Linked DNA regions of Mus musculus: region 1 is linked to region 2. The links are chromatin contacts, called in public HiChIP or PLAC-seq maps. All regions are on one chromosome and are shown on one strand. Each heading gives the region's core, a stretch centred on a gene start, on an enhancer-like site or on the middle of the called end of the contact. The rest is flanking DNA. Distances are from core to core; before and after follow the strand shown. Region 1 overlaps Cdh13 (cadherin 13). Region 2 overlaps Cdh13 (cadherin 13).

The links. HiChIP or PLAC-seq counts read pairs in DNA pulled down with a chosen protein or histone mark.
Region 1: an H3K27ac HiChIP or PLAC-seq map of stem cell-derived neural progenitor cells shows a contact between it and region 2, with 2.7 times the contacts expected there. The contact joins two enhancer-like sites. A contact is called at or near these places in 5 of 115 datasets of contacts at active chromatin or transcription factors (differentiating embryonic stem cells, embryonic stem cells, extraembryonic endoderm stem cells and 2 more) and 1 of 9 other capture datasets (embryonic stem cells).

The regions. Positions count from the first base shown.
Region 1 is chr8:118,826,113-118,828,945 of GRCm38.p6, reverse strand. All of the region lies in intron 4 of Cdh13 (cadherin 13), which reads right to left. Among named protein-coding and RNA genes, the nearest start is that of Gm31893, 230 kb to the left of the region's middle. Within about 2 kb of position 1,270, at least 6 of the 459 cell types and tissues checked have an H3K27ac peak or open chromatin away from gene starts, as enhancers often do. A contact at or near this core is called in stem cell-derived neural progenitor cells, where this site is marked.
Region 2 is chr8:118,517,753-118,520,457 of GRCm38.p6, reverse strand. All of the region lies in intron 2 of Cdh13 (cadherin 13), which reads right to left. Among named protein-coding and RNA genes, the nearest start is that of Gm24035, 93 kb to the right of the region's middle. Within about 2 kb of position 1,452, at least 40 of the 459 cell types and tissues checked have an H3K27ac peak or open chromatin away from gene starts, as enhancers often do. A contact at or near this core is called in stem cell-derived neural progenitor cells, where this site is marked.

The sequences.
Region 1 (2,833 bases), core at 21-2,520, 310 kb before region 2:
TGGGATGGGGACACTTACTGGGTATTGTCAGGAGGTGACATATATGGTCAATGTGCATTATATAAATGCATGAAATGCAAAGAATAAAAAATGTTATTAAAAAGCCAACTCACGTGATAGATTATGTTGCTTACACAGGGGGCTGAGCCCTGACAAGCAGTCACATCTTATGACCCTTCCTTAAGCGGTATGAGGTAGAATCTTGTTTCTATCTTCCAAGTCCAAACCCAAGGCTTAGGCAGGCTAAGAGACTCCCCAGCGGACACTTAGATATGCGTGTCCTTTGAACTTTTGTCCTAAGTCACTACATTAAATAGTCAGATCGACGGTCTACAAGAATTTAACCAAATAAGCATATCTCTAGCCCAAAGCCTGCCCTCTAGGTGACCAAAACGAGCAAGCCGAGAAATGGTCAAGCCGCTTGTTCTGGCCAACTTAGTAAATTACACAGGAACAAAGGGGGATTCAATCAATTGCTTAGCAATTAGCCATTATGAAAAGATACAGAGAAAAATCCAATGGGCTGTTTGGTGGAGCAGGAAGCATTTTAAATGTCACCACAGTGAGAGAAATATTTGAAGATCTGTCTTCATAATGGTTAACTAATTGCAATCTTCAAATTTTATTGCCTTGGAAAAATAACTCAATTCCAGAGATAGAACATTAACACTTGGGGACATTTCTCTCTTTTCTTTGTTAGCATGGAAGAGAAGTACATAAGTGGATGAATCTCAGTAATTTAAAGGGACTGCTTCCCAACTAATGATCAGGAACCCCATGGGCAGCATTGACTGTCAGTGACCATGTTACTACCCAGCAACCTGCGGCAACTTGTGGTAGGTGTTTCTGTCATAGGGAATCGCAATGGCAAAGAGACATTGGGATCTCTCTCTCCAAATGCCAAGTTCTGTTTAATGAAATTCCAGTGCTGCATAGACAGCTACACCCTGGCAGAACCATGGAGACTGGTAACTACACATTTACATAGTAAGCCCCGCCCCCTTCTTGTACTAGTCCTGCCTGTTGAGTGAGGATAGCAAGAGACAAGTCCAACTGTTCTCATTTTTCACCCACAGGGGAATGAACTTCAGGACAAATGGAACCTAGTGGCTTCAGGAATGGGTGTTTGTCAAACCGTCTCCCCGGGGCAAAGTCTGACGTAGCTGGTGATGAAGAGGTTCTTGCCTGGATAGTCAAGGGCTAGGAGGATGCTGTTTGTGACCACACAGGGAAAAAAATCCCATTGATGGTGGAATGGAATTCAGCCAAAGAAGACTACAAACAGCCTCAGGCTGGATCTAGCTGCTTTGAAGCCACCTGCAGCCTTGGATGTCCTGAGAGTAGGATACAGTGCATGCCTGGCCCTGACTTCAGCTGTCTGAGTGGGTTTCTGTCACTCACGAGTTCCATGAGAATCACTTCTCAGCTACTCAGTTATTTTACCCCAGTTTCTTAATATCGGGGCAACCACAAGAAGGCCACTGGGGATAGAAGTTTGGAAGGAGACTAACTCACAGTTAAAACTTGGATGTAAAACCCCAAAAGCACGGAGAAGGGATTGGGAAAGGAACTCTGATATTCTGATCAAAGGGGCAATTGCTGGCCAGAGACTGAGGACCTGGGTCACAGCTAAGTGCTTGGCATATTTAGAGGTCACAGTTAGGAATCCACTGTGTCCTAAAGGCACATGCAAATTCAAAAGAAAAAAGAAAAGAAAAGAAGAGAAGAGAAGAGAAGAGACGAGACGAGACGAGACGAGACGAGACGAGACGAGACGAGACGAGAAGAGAAGAGAAGAGAAGAGAAGAGAAGAGAAGAGAAGAGAAGAGAAGAGGGAGTGCTCTGACTTATATTCGTATGCCACAAAGCAAAGAAGTCTGTAAATGTGTTTTGTTGAAATTGGGATGCTTTCAGAGTATGTTAGACACAGCTCATTTCTCAAGAACTGTGAACTCACCGTGCCCACATGACTAACCTAGGATGGATAAATGCCAATGAACCCTGTCCATGTCTAAAATCTGTCCAATGCCAGAAGTACAGCTTTGCATTTGGCTTCAGTTTGATTTCACCTCCTTCTGGCCCAAGGTCTTGGTCAGCAAAGTAAAAAAAAAACCTAGGCACAAGAAACAAGAGAACGAAGAGAAGGCAGAGTGGAGTGGCAAGCGGCTGAAAGAGGCACAATAAAGCGTAATAATTGATGATAAAACTTTACGGGAGGTCATTAATCCTAACCACTTCAATTTCCAAAAGGAAAGATTCATTGTCTTTTTAAATAGACAAAATTTGAGTTTATGGGGAAATTTAATAATATTCATGCTTATGTAATAAGAGACTCTAAGAGACTTAAATTTCCAGTGGCTTTGGAGTAGAGGCAGGATGCTAAAGAAGGAGGCAGGTTGAGAGGAGCCAGGCTGAAGGCCAAAGCCTGGCATGGGTGTTAAGCAGTGTTCTGAGCTTTAGGGTTTCACCTGGAGAGAGGCAAGTGATGGAGAGACTGGAATTCAGCAAGTGAAGCCTGTTCAAACCCAAACTACCAGATCCAGGGAGGTTCTGTCTCCCTTCTGATCCTTCTATCCACACTGGCTCTGAGCCGAGCTCTGTTACTTCCCGAGTGACTGTGGTGTCCCCCCCCACCCCCCCAACCCCCATTCTCTGTGCATCAGAGGGGACCAATGATGACAGGAGCCATAACATGCCTGTCATCCCTAACTGCATGCACATCTGGGGCTTTGTTTCTTAGTTGAAAGGTCAAAGTCATGGCCACCTTCAAGGCTCTTCATGACCTGCCATGCCTCTCTGTCTCCTATCTCTCTCTTGCCTGGTCTGATCCAGC
Region 2 (2,705 bases), core at 203-2,702:
TGAATATGTGGTCCACAGGCCACACCCAAATGCTCAGGAACCCAAGACAGAAACAGAAATCAAAGCAACAAGATACAGATGTAGATATATCAAGTCTCATTTTGAGAGCTTGTGTCTATGAAGCCCTGGCTCCTGTTTCATTTTACTGTAACACTGTATCACGTTATTATGAAAAAGTATGATTTGTAAGAGTAGGGCAGGAAGGTGGGTGCTATGTCCTGTCAATGTCACATTTGGGGTGCTATCATATCTGTCCAAGGATCACTGAACTCTCTTGGAAAACACGAGCTGTCCCCTCATTGCTGACAATTCGCTGAAGGTGGCAGACTTGACAAAATTACATGGTATTTTGGAGTAGAGGAGAAAGGCACATGCATTCAAAAGATAATTCTGATGGTAATAGGATATTAACCAGCTTTGAACAGGGCTTGGCATCTGGTGGTTCTCAACCATCTTAATGCTACAACCATTTAGTACAGATCCTCATGATGTGGTGAACCCCCAACCAGAAAATAATTTTGTTGTTACTTCAGAACTATAATTTTGCTACTGCAATGAATTGTAATGTAAATACAGATCTGCTTTAACCTGTCTTCCTTTATTATTAAATTGCTTGCAAGCATCTGACTCCTCCAATGTATGTTGGACCTTCCCGCCCTCACCTCTTGATTTGTCTTTAAGACAGGGTCTGGCCACGTTTTATAGATTTGTCTCAAACTTGAGATCCTCCTGCTTCAGCCTCCTGAGTCCCAGGATGACAAATGTGCATGACCACACCTATCTTTACTGTTTGCTCTGTAACTTTATTAAAATCATTCACACACACACATACCATATACAATGTACACACACACACACACCATATACAATGTACACACACACACACACACACACACACACACACCATATACAATGTACACACACATGCACACATACACATATGTGTGTGTATGTGTGTATGTGTGTGTGTGTGTGTGTATATTTGCATTTTGGAAATAATTACATTTCTATTTATTTATGCTTGTTTGTAGAGGTATCTGTCTGCATTAACCTAGCTCCGAATTCTGCTTCAAAACCTTTGAAGCTCTAGTTCTCTACTATCCTGAGGCCTCCTTGGATTTGTGATCTACATAATTTCCTCCCTGCCACTCCACTTAACTAAACATCTTTCTTCAAAGTATAGTTTTAGTTAGGTTTACTAAATACTGCCTTGATTTTGTCCGCAGGAAGAAAGCTCTGGAAGGGTGACCAGAGTTGCCAGCATGAGAGCCCATGCCCTCATGTAGAAGCCATGACTTCTCTCCCTCCCCTGACCATGGACCAGGGTGTAGTTCTGGTTTATGCCTCCCTATCACTCTGGACATTCCTTGAGCATTCACTCACATGTATGGGCCTGGTTGCTTTAATTCAGGTCTGCCTTCAGCTTCACCCCCTTTATTAAGCACGTGGAATGTGACTGCATCATGTGTTTCTAGCAGGATTTATCTCCTCTGGTCCTCGTGTTCCATTCTAATCCACAGTACATCTTTCCACTGAAACAAAACACAGTGCTCACCACATGGAGGGGGTGATTCATGCTCTCCACTGTTTTCCAAGCGTTAATCACATCTCTCCTGTTATTCAGAATCAATGTTTCCTCATTTGGAATCCCCCTTCCCTCTGTAGGATCTAATATATACATATGGAAATTAAAACCAGTTTAAGTTAAAAATAGACCCTCCGGGAGGTCTCCCGAATCAGCTGACATGTGCGGTTCACAGGGAGCTGGATGGCTGACAACTATTCTGGCTTCAGAGAGTAAAGAGATCAGCTAGTGTGGCAGTTGGCCCCTTTGCAGGAATGGTCTGCCAAGACGCCCGTTTACCAAGTTGCAAACCAGTAAGGAAATGGAGCAAGGGAAAAATGGGCCACCGCCCTCTGCTGTCCCAGAAGCAGCTGGTGGAGGGGGACCAGATGAACATCTTCTTGCAAGGATGCTCTCTTAAATAGCAGCAGTCTGTGGCTTCCCCAAATCCAGGAGGCTCAGCCTACCTCAAGTGTGCCATAACTCACACAGCAGCAAAGCCCAAATGGCGTGATACTATCTGTGGTCTTCACTTGAACTGGATCAGGGTAAATATTTGCATGGCCTATTACAGAAGCAGCAATCTGTCTCATGATGGAGTACTGTTCCCCAGCCACCTGGTGGGATGGTGCAATATCCACCGGAAATACCCTGTAACCCAGTGACCGCTTACAATTCCAAAACACATCTTGACTGACGCTCAGGAGGAAACACTTCTTAAACATTCTTAAGCTCTAGTCCAGAGACCAAGAGTGGGGGAGGTGTGGGGTCAGGAAACAAAGTGTATATAGCTCAGAACACGAAAGTGCCTACACGGAAGCCACAGATGGGAGCTTGGCAAATCGCTCAGACAGGATAGTGTTATTCCACAAAACCCATGTAAAATGCTGGGAAGGGCTGTTCATATTTATAATCCTGTGCTACGAGGTTGAGGATGATGGATCTCAGGAGCTCCCGGCTTTGCTGAACTGTTTCAGGCCAGTGTCAGGTAACTGTTTTAACAAGCAAGGTGGGCAGCATCCTGAGGAAAGTCTCCCTGTCCCTGATCTCTGTCTGCATTCACATGCAGGCACTCTCTTCTGCCATCCCCCCCTCCCCTCACTAAGACTCCTGTCTCAGGACTCACATGCTATGATTGCAG